2 separate regions of the Zea mays genome follow, and region 2 is linked to region 1. The links are chromatin contacts, called in public Hi-C maps. All regions are on one chromosome and are shown on one strand. Each heading gives the region's core, a stretch centred on a gene start, on an enhancer-like site or on the middle of the called end of the contact. The rest is flanking DNA. Distances are from core to core; before and after follow the strand shown. Region 1 holds the start of LOC100191159 (GBF-interacting protein 1). Region 2 holds the start of LOC100279398.

Region 1 (5,740 bases), core at 1,291-3,790:
ATAAAGATCATACTCAACTGACCTCTTTTTTCCTATCACGCTTGCTCTTTACCTCTTGAAAAGTATCTGGAGAAAGATCAACAATATGTGAGCTATATAGAAGTGAATAGCTGGAACAATGAAAAACAACAAACAAATTTTAATTCTATGTTGCTGTTGTACACAAAACAGGTGTATATTTTCTCAAGGAAAAAATTATATATTGAATTGAGCAATAGGAAGGACTTTTTTCAACTGTGATACCATCATACCAAAACTCATATATACAAATTGTGCTGGATAATTTTAGAAATATGTCCATCTAATTCAAACATTTGTTGTAATCCATTTTCCTACTTCCCTCATAAAGCTGAGAACAGTAAGGATCAGAGGGGCCAGTGTTTAAAAATGCATAATAGGTATATTAATCTGTCGCACAAGATATACAACATTTCCACAACAGGCAAAATCCAAATTGCATTCTGATGCAACTAAATTACAGCAAGTTCTACCCTTAACAGATAACTTTACCCAGGTCAAACAGTTTCTAGTCGGAATCAAGGCAATCAAGGGCCTAACCCAAACCAACACAGGGCTGCCAACAGTCACTACTTACCATACTTACACCAGGTTAAACGGGGCAATAGGAATTAAAATAGAGCCATTTGGGACAAAACAAAATAGATATCGCAAGGCATCCCCGAGGTTCATGAAACCCATAGTCTTGCATGAAAATAAAGCATTCGGCAGTCAATGACCAAATAACAAAGATTCATGCAATACTCAAACATTAATTAAGATAATATTCCAGCTAACCATCTCTCATAATTTTCATTGGATCTCATAAAACTGCAAATTGCAAATTCAAGGTGGTTCTGACAACAAAAGTGGCAGCAGATGCCAATACAGAGCATTACCTTCATGAACCACAAAATAATATAACTCAACATGGAATCTGAGACCATAATCACCAAGGTGTTCTTTCAGTACCAAACACAAAAACAAGAAACCAAACCTAAAAAGCAATCCAGGTCCATGCATGATAATAATTTAATAATCATAAATGGGGCGGGGGTATCTGACAAATTAAGCTTGTGTATAAAGACAACACGATCATCTTAATTGAATCTATATCATACTATTAGCCTGAGAAGACAGATGTTGACGATCATCCAAATTCTACCTGAGATAAGAAATCAGACTGTAAAGTTCAAACATAACATAGAGGACTAATATCCTTTGTATCTGACTATAAGCTAAGTTTAGACATGTCAGTCCGGTTTATCTTCTCATTTTAGCCAACCCACCTTTGTTCGGACCAGAAAGGCTTTGTTGTTGTTTGACAAAACTTAAGACCCAAACAACCAGAGCTCTTAGAGCCTCTGTTGCATTCACCCAATAGCTTCACCTTTCCTTGCCTTCTCACCAGTTGAGCCATTTTCTTTGCATCTCCCAAATGTTCATGTGTTTTGTCATCCTTCAGCTAATCCAATCCATTCTACAATGCCTAAACACGCAATAGAAAAAAAAAACTATCCTATTTCCTTATGCAAACATCTAAGTCTGACAGATCCATAGTTACTGCAGCTCTAAACAGTTTAAGCCATCAAACATTGTGAACACAAAAGGGAACATAGTGTGATGGCAATAACAGGAAGAAACTGATCCAGTTCATTTGAGTTCATTAATAAAAACAAACATATGCTCCTTCTTACAGTTTCGGAAGCTTAACAGTAACCCGCCAAAATGGTAAAAAAATTACCTAGTTTCATTTTCTGCAATTACTGAGTCACAAAACTCACAAATGAACTGAGAATCATAAGTAACAAGCACTGAGAAAAGTACTGAATTTCACACTGCAAACAATTCTAAAAACATCCAAACCAATGGCCTAAACGAAATATTCGCAAAATCAATCGAATCCGAAATGGGGATTCCAGTCAGTCCGCCACTGTCAGGCTGCCGCTACCGGCCTAGCGTGAACCACAGTCGCCCCAGAATACTGGCTGAGCAATAGCAAATCGCCACAAATCTCCAAGTAGACCCGACGCTATAGACAACTTCTCAGCGCGCACTCACGCGCACTCATCCAATCCAGTTAGACACGAAAACATCATGCATTAACGACCGAGCCTGCACACGAAACGGTGAGGAAAAGGGGAGTGACAAGAGATGGGACCTTGGGAGAGGAGGCGGCTGACCGCCTCGTCCGGGTCCATGTTGCACTCCCGCAGCGCTGCGTAGATCTCCGCGTCGGGGCGGTTCACGATCTCCTTGAGCCCCTGCACGAGCTTCCTCGCGGACGCCGGCACGGGCCCCGACGGTCCCCTGGCTCCCCCTCCACCGCCGCCGCTGCTCATCCTCACCGGAATCCCTCTCCGGGAACTCCCCGCCGACGATGACGCCGACGCCGACGCCAAAGCTGGCTCCCGCGAGGCGGCAAATCGCTGACCGTGCGAGCGGTAGTGCAGGTGCAGCGGTGTCGCCTCCCCGCTTCGGCTCGGGCCTGGGCTTTTTCGCGTCTGCTTTTGCGGCTCTGCGCCTGGCCGCCTGCTCCTTCCCCACCCAAGCAACGCAGACGGCGGCCAAATTCCAAGATCCTCCCTACCTCGCCCTCGCCTTGCTTTATATGTGGGCTGCGGCCGAGAAGAGATGGATTAAAAATAATTTCTCAAATTTGTCCGCGCAACCCCCACTCTCTTCCTCCCTATCCACCCCGTGTACACTTGTCGCTGGCACGTTGATCGACTGAGTTCACACGCCCACGCTGACATATCAGGCCCACTCTTCTCGGGCCCATACGTGGTCACCGTGCTTCAGTGGGTACGTCTGCGTCACGTAGGTGTAACATGCAGTGGATTGCCTCAGCGGAGCGGTGCACTCTCGCAACGCAAACAAGTTCTACCTCGAGGCTTTACCACGTGGGGAAATTACTCCTTGACCCTACGTGTAATACAGTGTCCGACCAGCGCGGCGATGTATATATTACCTATACATGTGGGCCAGCCGCCGGACTAGATACGGCACACGCCGACAAAGACCCATACCCTACTACTCCTTAAGACCCTAACGTAGACGTCCACAGTCATGTTGGCACACGGTTGCCATATCGCGCCGCGGACCCTCCTCTCTTCTGCTCCCCACCATCACCGCTGATCCGCCCTCACCTCCCATCCCCCGCCAATCTCGGCGTCTGCGCCCTCTCGTCCGCGGCCCACATGCTCCGTCCTCGCCCCCATCCCCCGCCAATCTCGCCGTCGGCGCGCCGCTCGCCATCCCCGCAGGCCATCATTGCGTGCGCGCCCATGCCCCGCCTCCATAGCCCCTTTCATCGGCGCCAGATCCGCATTCGCCTCCGCCTCCGCCTCAGATCCCTACGGTGCGATGCGAGGGAACGGCCCATGCCCCACGCCCCGCCCCGTCCACATGAACGCCCCTGCGTGCCCCCGCCTTCCACCGACCGCGATTGCAGCAGTAACGTGCCCCCATCCTCTCCCCGCGTGCACCGCACCCATCCCTGTGCCCCTTCCAAGCTCGGTGTTGACTACCATTGATGGCGCCCAGCCTACCCTCGCCCTCGCCCCTGCCTCGGCGTCCCCCTCCATGCCATCCTCGCCCACACGCCTCAGCGCAGGTCTTCGACCACCGCTACTTCTTCCCCCCACACCCAGTCTTCGGATCTTGCGCGGACAGGAAGGGCATGTGGGTGTCGCCGCCGCCGCCGTTCTAGGGATGGCAGGGCGGGTAGAGGCGACTGGCAAGGTCAGCTGTGTCGGCAAGGAGCGCCTCGTGGTTCCCTGCACGAACTCGCTAGAGTCACGCTCGACAGCCTGGGCCAAGTTCATGGCGATGTGGGTAGAGTACTTCCTTTGTGTTGTATTCTCCACGTTTGTGCCCTCGCCGAGACAGTCGATGTGCGCTGTATTCCCCGAATCCTCGCCCCGCCCGCCCTTGAAGCAGGCCATCCTGGCCGCTATTGCTGTTGCGACGACTCTCTCCGTCCTATTCATCTTGTCCTTCACCGACACACTGACCTTGACGGATACATTGTCCTTCCTGGGGTTTCGGACCCGGGACGACGATAATAGGGACAGCAACCGGAGGTACCTTTACTGGGGAAGTCACGAAGACTGCCCCGGCAAGCACTGCGGCTCCTGCGCGGGCCTCACTGAGATTATGTTGCCTTTGTGTTTACTTGCAGGTAATTTGTAATCTGCAAACTGCATTTGCTGATCGACCTGAAGTGCTGATAATGGTTGTTGCACTGTCTGGGAGTTTTGAGTCATTGTATAAGACAGAGGTTCGTTATTTTTGTCTGTCCCTGTAGGATCTTGCATTTTATGTTCAGGGATGTGTGATTTTACATTTTAGCTTACTATATTCATAAGAACCTTTCATTATGGTATTGTTAATGTGTCTTAAAGCTTAGTTTTGCACCAGGAGTCCAGCCTCTGCTATGCCCTCAAGGTGGCCCTCTTCCTCGATAGGTAATTTGTCGTCATGGCTTCACCCCTCTTCTCTTCTCCTGCATTGATCAAGGTCGCTAGGTGACCCTGGGTGTCTAGAAATGGTTGCCCGGTGGTTAAAGATGATCGTGTAGATTGAATTCCAAATTGTGTCAACCTGATAGGAAGTTATTGGGGGGAGATAGGAAGCACCAAAGCAGATTGGATGAGAACAAGGGCTCTATTATTCTTAATTTCACCAATTTGTGTGCAATGTGGAATTATGCTAATGTGCAATGGCCCCATTCTGTAGGGTGCTTGTCATGCCTGCAAAGATGTGCCTTAGTTCAGTGCACAATACAAAGGACCACCTTCATTCAAGCATTGCAACTTCATAACAAAAGGTTTTGCTTCTTAACAAATTCAAGTCTTGCATTTGCACATTGTTTTTTGTCGAGTCAAAAAATATCCTAATAATACTTAAACTCCACGTCTTTGCAGGTGGGAAAGGGTTCTTGTGCAATGGAATCGTTATATGATATCAACCTCATATAACGATACAGGTCCGTCCTCATATATCTTGTGCAGGTGGGAAAGGGTACTTGTTTTTTTTCTGAAGCTTCTTCTCTAAAGCCTGCCGATCACACCTGCAGATTTCAGAATCAAGTAGGATTTGTGGCAGCACGGAGTTTTAACTGGAGCACATCGACCAAATCGTTCTTTATCTGGTAGTGGCAGGCCTTTTGTCATGTTTGCATGTTGCAACAATTACTCTTCAACCGACTCTGATAGGGAGCGCCCACACAAGAAGCGAGGTGAGATGGCGGGTTTGGTGAATTGTATTTCTGTATTTCTGTATTTCTGTATTTTTTTAAATTTTGTTCATACTACTATGTTTGATCTGTGCTATACTGCTATGGTAGGACAATTATCTCATTCTATTTGCTGAAACTTCCCAGCAACAGTTTCCATATCCATAGTACATTTATTGATTGGTGACTTATGGCCACCAAAATCTTAATCCAAGTTAGTTGTAATTGCACTCTTAGATGTGCCTCCACTGCTGTGGGGGATAGATATCCCCCGGGTCCACTAAAGAAATAAAAGATCTCCCGAAAGGCCCAAGGGCCCAATAAATCGTAAGATCGTTCTTTCGTGGGCCTGGGGAAAGACGATCAACAAAGCGGAGAAGACGTAAGGCTGGATTGGAGCAAACCCGGACGGCCCACAACGTCGAACAAGTAAATCCCAACGGAGACCCGACTTTCCCGCGCTGAAGCCCCCATGCAATGGAGCCATGCGAGGATAAGTCGGCG
Region 2 (5,740 bases), core at 1,948-4,447, 220 kb before region 1:
TCCCTGTGTAATGACTGTTATACCCCTGTGTAATGGGCCTTGGCCCAGTTACTCTCTCTATTTAATATCACTCCCAACCCCTGATTAGGGCATGGGTTCTCATTTCAACAGGAAGGGCTCCGTGTCCTCCTGAAATTTCAATCGTCCATCATCAATGGCCGATTGAATTTGTCGTCGGAACACATTACAATCATTAGTGGCATGGGAAAATGAGTTGTGCCACTTGCAGTATGCGCGACGCTTTAGTTCGTCGGCAGGTGGAACGATATAATCAATTTTAATGTTACCATTTTTTAGTAATTCATCGAATATCTTATCACATTTGCCGACATTAAATGTAAACTTAACCTCCTCCTGTCGTTCCTTTTGAACTGACTGCAAGGAGGAGCAAGCCGAAGATTTGGCCTGATCGGGCCAAACTATTTCGGCAGTGTAAACTTTCTTTGGTTCATCGTCCGAACTACTTTGATTGTGTTCTACTATAGGGACATTATGATGAACCGTTCTGACTAGTTCTTTGCTTCGGCTTTCACAAGCCGAAGCTCTCTGATGTAATTGTGCTAGAGTAAAGAACTGGATGCCTTCTAATCTCTCTTTTAAATAATAGCGCAATCCATCAAAGGCTATTCCCGCCAGTTGTTTATCTGTTAAATGAATTTGAAAGCATCGGTTTCTCGTATCCTGGAATCTCCGGATATAATCACTAACCGATTCATCTTTTTCTTGTCGTAGGGTCACTAAGTCTACTAAATCTAGCTCATAATCACCAGAGAAGAAATGTTCATGAAATTTTTGCTCTAAGTCTCCCCATGACAAAATGGAATTAGGAGAGAGCGTGGCATACCATGTGAATGCAGTCCCTGTTAAGGATAATGAAAATAAACGCACACGGAATGCTTCGGTGTCGGCCAATTCTCCTAATTGTGCTAGGAACTGGCCTATGTGCTCACGCGTGCTTTTTCCTTGGTCACCCGAAAACTTTGCAAACTCGGGTATCCTGGTTCCCTGTGGGTATGGGTGGTGATCAAATCGGCTGTCATAAGGCTTCCGATATGATTGCCCCCCAGGGATCATGCTTACTCCGAGCTTATCTCGGAACGCCCCGGCTATTTCTTCCCTCACTATACCAATGGCAGCCGGTGCAAGACCACCGGCTCTCTGGTCAAACATAGGTGGGGTTGGTTGCATGTTAGTATGTTGTCGTTCCCCCCATTGGTTTGAGCTACGTGGTGCATTTCCATTTGCCCTATATGGCTCATATGTTTGATCGTTTCTTTCCGGCCTTCTAGGTGGGGCCGGAAAGCTTTCCTGGGCTCTGGATCCTGAATTAATGGGCTGGTGCATTGCATAATGTGATGGGAAGTGTTGCTGGGACGGGCGAGGATTCAGGTAATAATCCCCCTTAAAAGACTCATGCGCGGACTGTCCGGATACGTACCCAGAACGTCCGTGATTATATGCGGATCGTCCGTCGTTGTATGCGGACCGTCCGACTGGATAGTTTAAATTCGGTGCCCTATGTGGTGGCTCGGGTGTGGCTGACCCAGACGGTCTGCGCTCGCGAGCGAACGGTCCGAACATGTGTAGATCGGCTGGTTTACTGCCGATTTGCGTTTGCTCAGGGTACGTGTCCATCGGCATCCCATAAGGGGGTTGTGACTGGTCGTGACAACCTTTAACCGATGTATTACGTGTATTATCTCCTAATTCAACCTCGTGTGAAGGAAAATTTGCTATACTAGATTTATCAAATGCACGTACTAGTCTCCTACAATCGTTTTGCATAACCCTTATGATATTTTGCATCTGTTCTCGCTGTTCGTCTATGTAAGCTTTAAGAGATTGGAGTTCGTTGGTGCTACTTACATTTGGGGTAATCGTAGTAGGTCGGAGCGAAGCCAGATCTGTCGCCCGTTGTCGAACGACTTTGTTGTTCCTGTCCACTTTGAAGTCAGCCAGGAACTTCGCCTTTGCTTCTTGGATCAGCTGCTCCTGGCGCTCCTCGAACAGGAGCTGTTCTTCAGCCGGCAAGGCTTCCCATGTCGGTGTGATGATATTGCTGGTGGAAACCTCAGAGCTATCTTTTGAACCGGCCATTGAGGTCCGATTTAATAGGTCTATATGTGTTGTCCCCAGCAGAGTCGCCAAAAAGTATGTTGACGCCTTTTTGGAGCGCCAAACACTTAACAAGAACCGTGGCGGTGCCTTCTGCACAGGGGCGGACGGTCCGCGCGCAGGGGCCGGACGGTCCGCGGCCTGGTGCGAGGCGCGGTGGTGCTCTCTGCGCAAGGGCGGACTGTCCGCGGCCTGGGGCCGGACTGTCCGCGGCCTGGTGCGCGGCTAGGGCTCCTGCCTGACGGCCGGACGGTCCGCGCGTACGCAGGGACGGCGGAAGATCGCCGACGGCGCCTGGATCTCGCTCCCGGGAGGGACCCCGTCGGGGAGTAGAGATCCTAGGTGGTGTCTAGGCTCGGGTAGACCGACCTAGACTCCTCTAATCGACGTAGAGTCGAGGAGAGGCGGAGAATTTGGGGATTGAGAGGCTAAACCTAAACTAGACTAGAACTACTCCTAGGATAAAATGCGAATAAAAGTTGTATTGATTCGATTGTTGATCACAAATCGGCCGTATACCTCTCTATTTATAGAGGAGGGGGGCTGGACCCTTTACAAACTAATTTCCGAGCTTATCCCATAATTTTAGCTAACAATCATAGCACAAAACTCGGAACCCTAATCTGTTCTGCGCACGCGCGGACCGTCCGGCGCACAGGCGCGGACCGTCCGGACCGCGGACCGTCCGGCCTCAGGGCCGGACAGTCCGCCGGCTCATTTTGGTGTCAAACAAACCCCATCACCTTCATGTTTCCCAACACCCATGTGGGGTGTTCACTGTCCACAAACTTGGAGCAAAAAAACTTTTGCCTTCAAGCGCCGTAACCGACAAAGAAAGTTCATGTTGTTGCTTTTTCTTATTTTTTTTTCAAACAAGGTCGATATTACCTTGTTCCGCTCGCAAAATAGTGGTGCGGAGCGGAAGAACCACTGGTGCCGCTAACTAGTGGTCCTGCCTCGCTCAGAGACCGTTTTTGCAGCAGTGATGAAGATTACCTCAGGAAATTCACCAAAACCAGACCTCGGCCTATTTAAACCTCAGCTGGGAGAGCTGGCATCCTGCCTGAGGCCTGAGCTGCCTCCATATTTGCATTCTTCACCCTCGCTTCACGTCACCACCATTGCCATCCAAGAACAAATTAAGCGGGACACTGGAAACAAAGAGAGACATGGGCCTTCGCGGCGGAGCTCTTGCCCTGCTTCTGCTCCTGTTCGTCCACGGAGGCCAGCGAGCAGCAGAGGCCGGCGGGGACGCGTTCGTGAGGGTCCAGGGCACCCGCTTCGTGCAGGACGGCAAGCCGTTCTTCGCCAACGGGTTCAACGCCTACTGGCTCATGACATTCGGCGCCGACCCCGCGCGGAGGGGCAAGGTCACCTCGGCGCTCAGCCAGGCCGCCGGCGCCGGCCTCTCCGTGGCCAGGACGTGGGCGTTCAGCGACGGCGGCGGCGGCGGCGGCAGCGCGCTGCAGTACTCTCCCGGCCGCTACAACGAGAACACCTTCCAGGTCATCATACTCTTCATTTCCCTTGTGCCGACGACTCGTATTCTTGAGATGTTCTTGCTATTTATCTGCGTTGTTTCTTTCTTGCTGAGCTGACGCGTTGCCGGTTTATTTTCCCATCTGCTGACTGCTGTTCGTTCAGGGGCTGGATTTCGTGCTGTCTGAGGCAAGGAAGCATGGGATTAAGATGATTCTGAGCCTCGTGAACAATTACGACAGCTTTGGAGGGAGGAAGCAGTACGTGCAGTGGGCGAGGGAGCGGGGGCAGACCATTGGATCTGACGATGAGTTCTTCACTAACCCCTTTGTAAAGGGCATCTACAAGAACCATATCAAGGTAAGTGAGTGAAAATGAGAGTGAGATCTAGTGTGTGCGCTGCAAACCATATTAATTTTGTTTCGTTAAGAACCATAGTAGTTTGCGCCGTTTCGTTAGTTGAAGCTCATTTCTGCTCACGAGACACTAGTCAGTCGGAGGAGAGTCTTACTCTTACCTGTTTCAAAAGATGATACTCTCTCCTTTAAGAAGTGCAATTCTAGATTTGAACGAAATTAAAAATAATTCGAACTAATTTTATAGAAAATAGCATCTAATTTATATACCCAAAATATATTCCTTGTTTTTTTAACTATTATACATTAATTGTTTTTTTATTTTTTTATTTTTCGAAGGGGAGGAATTCCCGCACCTGATATATTGCAAATTATACATTCCTTGTTGAGTCTTTTCGTTGAACTGAAATCTTTGCCTTCACATTGGTTTTTGAAAAGAGAAATTATTTCTTGTTGGTCAAGGAAATAAAAAAATCATAAATGTGTGGCATTACCATTTTCCTCGTTTTGATCTGCGAACCACCGCGCGGCAAAATATTTAAACTTCAGGAGATGGGAGGTGCTATGTTCGAGGTCACAACAAAGGATAGAGTAGTTTTTTTCAGGGAGCCATGCACCTACAGCATCTTCCTTTTTTTCGATTCCAAACCCTATACATCATACATGTACTGCTCCCTCCCAAAATATAGTTTTTTTAGTTATTTATCAAATAATAATAAATAAAGACGTACATGGAAACCACATTTATATATTATTTAATATATATTTAATTAGTTTAAAACGAACTATAGTTTAGGACAAAGCTAATATTTTGGTTTCCAAGTTACAGTTTTAGGCTAGCTCCAGCAAGGAACTTTAAAGGGTTATGTACCCTAAATATAGAGGATAAAACGGTCCTCTACGCTTTCCAGCAGGTTCCTCTAAACGGTTCTCTAAATTTAAAGGACGCTGCTGGATTCTATATATATAGAGTTTCTCTAAACGGTCCTCTATCCATTTGAATAATTTAAATAACCGGTTTAGCAAAACTAAAATATGTACAATACATTTAAGAGTATGACAAATATGTATGTACAAAAAATAAAAAATAAAAAAATATCTCTAATATAGATATTTGAGTATAGAGGACGTTGTTGGAGGAAGAAGATATAGATGATATAATCTTTTAGAGGATTAGAGGAGACTGTAAAAGACGGATATAGATGATGGATATAGAGAACGTTGCTCCAGCAACAACAGGAACTTGTTATTGTTTGAACAGTGAAGACTGCACACTGTTTGCACAATTGCACTCTGCCTACATTGACGGAAAACATGCATGAAAAGACGAGCAGAGAAAGGCAAAAAAAAAAAAAGTTGCACAAACTGTGGATGGTGTTGCTCTGCATGAGACAATCCGTCAAACAAGCTTTGTTCTGGAACTAGCACTGTCTACTTAGCGCGCTCTTACTTACTAGCAGCGTAGTATACTACTAGTAATCGCTTGTCTGCTAGCTAGTTCGAGCACTCATCTGACAAATGCCTCGTATATTTCTTTTTTTTTCATGAATCGGTCAAAAGGCCGTTCTGACGAGGGTGAACACGATCACCGGCGTGGCATACAAGGACGACCCGACGATCATGGCGTGGGAGCTGATGAACGAGCCGCGTTGCCAGTCCGACGTGTCGGGCCACGCCATCCAGTCGTGGATCACGGAGATGGCGGCGCACGTGAAGTCCATCGACGGGAACCACCTGCTGGAGGCCGGCCTGGAGGGCTTCTACGGCGCGTCGTCGGCCCGCAGGTCCGC

The links. Hi-C and Micro-C count contacts between places; a contact is called where the count stands out from the background.
Region 2: a contact with region 1 is called in a Hi-C map of leaf, with 5 times the contacts expected there. The contact joins the promoter of LOC100279398 here to the promoter of LOC100191159 in region 1. A contact is called at or near these places in 2 of 25 Hi-C or Micro-C datasets (leaf and tassel).

Annotation. Positions count from the first base shown.
Region 1 is chr3:216,902,724-216,908,463 of Zm-B73-REFERENCE-NAM-5.0, reverse strand. It overlaps LOC100191159 (GBF-interacting protein 1), which reads right to left and starts at 2,540. Exons shown (of 10, transcript NM_001358427.1): 1 at 2,159-2,540; 2 at 23-66. The coding sequence starts at 2,339.
Region 2 is chr3:217,122,492-217,128,231 of Zm-B73-REFERENCE-NAM-5.0, reverse strand. LOC100279398 reads left to right here and starts at 3,197. Exons shown (of 3, transcript NM_001152410.1): 1 at 3,197-3,620; 2 at 3,760-3,954; 3 at 5,511-5,740. The coding sequence starts at 3,285.